2 separate regions of the Anas platyrhynchos genome follow, and region 2 is linked to region 1. Evidence: chromatin contacts called from public Hi-C data. All regions are on one chromosome and are shown on one strand. Each heading gives the region's core, a stretch centred on a gene start, on an enhancer-like site or on the middle of the called end of the contact. The rest is flanking DNA. Distances are from core to core; before and after follow the strand shown.

The links. Hi-C and Micro-C count contacts between places; a contact is called where the count stands out from the background.
Region 2: a contact with region 1 is called in a Hi-C map of subcutaneous adipose tissue, with 1.7 times the contacts expected there. The contact joins two enhancer-like sites. A contact is called at or near these places in 2 of 8 Hi-C or Micro-C datasets (liver and subcutaneous adipose tissue).

Annotation. Positions count from the first base shown.
Region 1 is chr1:67,034,977-67,037,672 of IASCAAS_PekinDuck_T2T, forward strand. No RefSeq gene overlaps it. Among named protein-coding and RNA genes, the nearest start is that of LMO3, 180 kb to the left of the region's middle. Within about 2 kb of position 1,300, at least 1 of the 8 cell types and tissues checked has an H3K27ac peak or open chromatin away from gene starts, as enhancers often do.
Region 2 is chr1:67,210,457-67,213,152 of IASCAAS_PekinDuck_T2T, forward strand. No RefSeq gene overlaps it. Among named protein-coding and RNA genes, the nearest start is that of RERGL, 190 kb to the right of the region's middle. Within about 2 kb of position 1,350, at least 2 of the 8 cell types and tissues checked have an H3K27ac peak or open chromatin away from gene starts, as enhancers often do.

The sequences.
Region 1 (2,696 bases), core at 50-2,549:
CATCTTTGGGTTTTCGTCCCAAAGACTTGATACGTAAGCTTCTTGATACAGCTCCTGTGAGGCAGCATAGTTGTATTTCCGAGTCTGAGTAGTTCTGGCTTTGGCTTTCATAAAGAAGATTGAATTGTTGCCCGATTGATTATTAACCATTTATTTGTCTGTCCATCACAAACCAGTTTAGATTAAATGTTTTTGAGCAACTCTCCCAGTACCTAAAATTTTAAGAAATGCTGCAAGTTTACAAATTTGACATAGTGTTGCAACTCCTATGAGGTGGTTTGCAATAATTTCAGGAAGACTCCAAAATCATTTTACAGATAAGTAAACAAAATGAACATTTACAGATGTTCACTTAGCATTTTTAAACAAAATCAGAATAACAGTTTTTAGGAGATTTTGGTTTCCTCTTTTTGACACAAGAGTAAAATAAGAAGTTGAACCATAGAGGACTATTATCCATGTTTCTTCTTATTAAAGGCAACATCTTGGCATCATTGGCAGATCTCTTAATAGAACTATTTTGGGCTCCCATTTTCACTTATTTTCAGAAAATGTATTTTTGCTATTTTGCAGAAGCTATCATTTAATGATTGCTCCTGAATGTACCAGTGTTTTGCTTGATATTAGTGATGTGGCTTAGTGAAAAGAGATTGACAGACAAATTAAAAGGCACGTGTTTACAAACTGAGACAGCCATAGTGGCATTCTCCTTGCCCTGAAGGTGATGGAGGTGCAGTGCAATCTCAAAGGAAGCAGAACTGTATAGAACTGTGCTGTTTGATCACATATTGGTCACTTAGATTAACAGAATGAAAGGAATATAAGAGTTGGATATGAATAAAACATTGCAATAATGTGAGGAAGAATCCAAATACTTTTCCAAACTAATGTTTTATTTATCGCTCTAAGTAGTTTAGTGCTCTTCTGGCATGGACTATTTGATGGGTATTGTGTTTTATAAAGTTTGCATTGATAAAATTATCTGTCTTTCTTATCAGGGAACCACATGGTCTTCTTGCTTGAGAATAATATTATTTAATAAGGCTGATTACAGCGGTGTTTGAAATTCATTTCATATTTAAATAGTGTGGGCCAAACTGAGTGCAGCTGCAAATCTGCTTGTGCCAATGGAACTCCACTGGAGGAATGTTTGACCCTATGGGTTAATGTAATGAAAAGATAACAGCATACTGTATGATCACATAAATTAAAGATGGGAAATACCAATTAGGTCAGCTAGTCCTTACCCGGGGGACCAATTTAGATTGTTCCCTACACTCTATTCTTGAGTGCTTTGCATTGTTTTAAGAAACTCATGCAATAAGACTCCTGTCTTGAGAAGCTCTGCTGTAGTTCATCAGATCTCACCATTAAAAAATGCTTTCTGAAACCCAGCCCATTTTTTTTCTTCTCACGAATTAAGTCTCAATATACTTGTCATAAGCATTCTGTTTCACTGTGAGCAATACTATTTTGATTTTTCTATTGGCTTTTCACAAGATGTGCTGCACATGTTTTCAATCAACACTTATCTTGAATTCACTGACAAATAGAATGTAGGGGACTTTAAGTATAAATATATATATATATATTTAGGAGTTAAATTGTCTAGGTCAAATAAGAATTAATCAAAATATATTTTTATCCATACATGAATCAGTCTGTAAAAAGAACACATTATTTCTCCTTCTCCTTCTGTCATCTGTGTCCATCCCCTCTGTCCTCCCCCCTGCCTTTTTTTTTTTTTTTAGAAAGACTGGAAATAGAAATACACAAGCAATTAGGAAAGGTTTTGCTTTCATCCCAGATAAATCTAAGAAGTACTGAAGATTCTGGGCTTAGATGAGATAAAACCCAATTTCCAGATGTGTCTCCAATGTTGTATGCTTCTGGCTACAAAGCTAACACAGACATTCAAGCTGTCATGTACAAGAATGGTGTCAGCCAGTGACTCAAGCAGCAAAACTTTGTGGATAAGCTGTGCCACTACAACAGTTAATGCTTTCTTACTGTGTGACTGGGTCATTCCACAAATACATTTGTCCTGAGTTTGACCTTTTGGTAAAAACAGGACTCTACATGCAGGTCAAGTAGTCTCAATTCTGTAAATGGGGCAAGACTCCTCACTTTTAATACAAAAGGCTGGCTTTGATCCAAGTTGTGCCAAATAGATTCAGGAGTTGTTTAGAAAATGATTGGCTAAATTGTTTCTTATACTGACAGTACTTTTTGTCTGAGACGGACTTAAAAATTCACTTTGGACTACCTGGCTTTTCACACAACATGTTATACTGCAACAATTAAATTAATTTCAAGTTCTTTTTAGATTTTGTTCAAGGTTAAATATTTGATCAGATAGCACTTTGCTTACTACAGACAATTCTTAATACTTTGAGGGGCATTCATATAGCCTAACTTTGACACAGAAATTTCAATTTTTATTTTTATTTTTAATTTAGGAGCCTTATTTCAGAAAAATCCTAGTGTAGACATTGGAACATCAAAGAAAACTTCAGGAAACAATATGAAATGTAAGTTTTCTCTTACTGTCACTTGCCCCCAGAGGAATTCTCCTTCTCTATTCAGAAGGGTCTGAGCTAAGGCAGAAGTCTGTAGATTTTGTGAATAGTTAAATGAATTTTGAAGTGTTGGAATAAGGTGGTGGGTTATGTGTATTAAGTCCTTTAATAATATTT
Region 2 (2,696 bases), core at 100-2,599, 180 kb after region 1:
GGAAGGAGGAGGGAGGAAGGAGGGAAGGAAGGAGGAGGAAGAGGGAAGGAAGGGAGGAAGGGAGGAAGGAAGGAGGAGGAAGGGGAAGGAAGGAGGAAGGAAGGAAGGAAGGAAGGAGGAGGAAGGAAGGAAGGAAGGAAGGAAGGAAGGAAGGAAGGAAGGAAGGAAGGAAGGAAGGAAGGAAGGAAGGAAGGAAGGAAGGAAGGAAGGAAGGAAGGAAGGAAGGAGGGAAGGAAGGAGGGAAGGGAGGAACCACAATAAAATCTCTCTGAGAGACCATTTATCAGTTTAGTGCAGGTGTGTATAATCTTCCACAGTACAAAAGCCAAGAAAAAATGTACAATGTCAAAACATTGGAAGATTTTAAAAAGCGCTTAAATTAGTATTTCACTGGTATTTTATTAGAATTCATACTGCAAGTAGATAATGCAACATTAAACTTCACTGACCTTCCTTTGTCATAGACTTAACATTGGTAAATATATTAAAAGTAATTTGTATAATACTACAGTTTGGTTTAATTTCTTTATGGGTAACCAACATTTATGGGAGAAAAATAAGAATAACAATAAGCAATAGCAAAATGTTCTTACCTTGCACAATGCATTAGTAACATACAACTTTATAACTAGCTTCCTGAGACAGGACCTGTGGTGGTTTTACTCAGGTGGGCAGCCGAGCTCCACCACAACCGCTCTCTCATTCCTCCTCTCCTCAAAGAGGAAGGGGGAGAAAATACAACACAGAGAACTCGAGGTTTGAGATGAGAAAGGTTTAATTAAAGGGAAAGGGAATGGGGAGGAAAAACAGAAACAAAAGAAACAATCAGTCCACACAGAAACACAGAGAGAGAGGAAAAAAAAAATATTCTCTACTTCACATCAACGAGCAGTGTTTGGCCACGTGCTGGGAAGCAGGGCCTCAAACACGTAGTGGTTGTTCAGGAGGAACAGCCCCCTCCCCCACGAGAGCTCCCCTTTTTATTGCTGAGTGTGACATCAGGTGTTATGGAATATCCCTTTGGTTGGTTTAGGTCAGCTGCCCTGGCAATGTCCCCTCCCCATCACTTGCCCACCCCCAGCCTGCTGGCTCTTGGGGTCTTGGAAGGAGTCCTGATGCTGTGCCAGCACTACGCAGCAATAGACACAACACTGGAGTGATATCAGTGCTGTTCCAGCTATGAGTGCAGAGCACAGCACTGTGTGGGCTGCTGCAGGGAAAAGGTGACTCCAGCTCAGACAGACCCGACACAGACCCTTACATCTACTTCCTCTATTTGCATAAACATGCTCTTGACTTCCAGGTTTGGCAGGACACAGCCTTCTGCCTTACATATAAACAAGGCATTAGTGAGCCCCTAGGCAAAAGTGTTGGCAGCCTTAGGTGTCAATTTGTTGTCAATGTCCATCACCAAAAATGTTGGGTGGCTTAGGAGCCATCCACATCTCATTTCACATAATCTCATGGGGAGCACAGAAGACCATTCATGAGATACGCAGCTGTCATATATGTAACAGCTTACTGGAAAGGGATAAAGGAGGAAATTTATAACTCAGGTCGCTCTATGCCATACAATATTTCATATCAATTGCTATTAATATTTGCTTCTTATTATTAGAAATGTACAAGTGAAGTTTATTTTTAGTGATGTAAGTAATTCAGCTCATACCTCCTGTGCAGACTGAAATAAACAGAGGAAGGAAGCTTAACAGACATATCCATTAAACTCCCAACTAAAACCTTGGTCTCTTAGCCTTCTCCAGTACCTTTTTAAAATCTCCATTATAGTACTTTATCATCCAGCAGTTCCAGGGCAAGTGATAAACTGTTACGAAAACAAACAAACAAATAAACAAAACAAACAAGCAAAAAAGCACATACTTCTAGTTTTTCCTCACTTTCCCTCCTGCTCTCTTTCTGTGTGTTTGGATTTTTTTTGTCTCTCTCTCTTTTTTTTTTTCTCTTTTCATAAATACATATATTTTTGCAATTCTGGCCCAAAGACTTTTTCTTCTTTAAAAATAAAACAAAATAAAATAATAATAGTAATGAGAGTACCTAGCATAACAAGATCTTAATCTCTGATTGCTAGTCCTCAAGCACTCCTATAATGTGAAGAAATTACAAAACAATTTGAAAGTGTCTTGTCATTTGGGGAAATTACATTGAGTGAGTTCACATCACCACCTTTAAAAATTATTTCTAAAGAAATATTTGTGGATAAAAGTAAAATAAAAATTCAGAAAAAAAAAAAGTGGTTTTATGTAATTCAGAGTGTTAGAAAATGTTTGACTCTGGCTGAAAATTTTTATGCAAATGAAAACAATAGAGCTGTAGCTGATGCTCTCATGTAACCTTCATAGTCTTGCTCAGTGGATGCCTTAACAGTAGTGTGATGCTTTTGTCAGAATTACCGACATTTTTAGAGAAGTAACTTCATAGAATTAAAATAACCTTCTGCACCTTAAAAGAGCGATGAAGAGAGGGAGTGAGAAAGGGAGGGAAGGAAACAGAAGGTAAATCAGTGTATTCTTGTTTATTATGAATAAAATGTAGATATTTAAATAAGACAACTCTGCAAAGTAAGTCATGAACTGATACTTTGCTGCCAGTATTTTGAAAACAATGGCTCTCAAGAAGAGCATTTTCTCAGCAGCCTTAGACCAAGTCTACTGTGTCTGCTTTCCTGCATACTG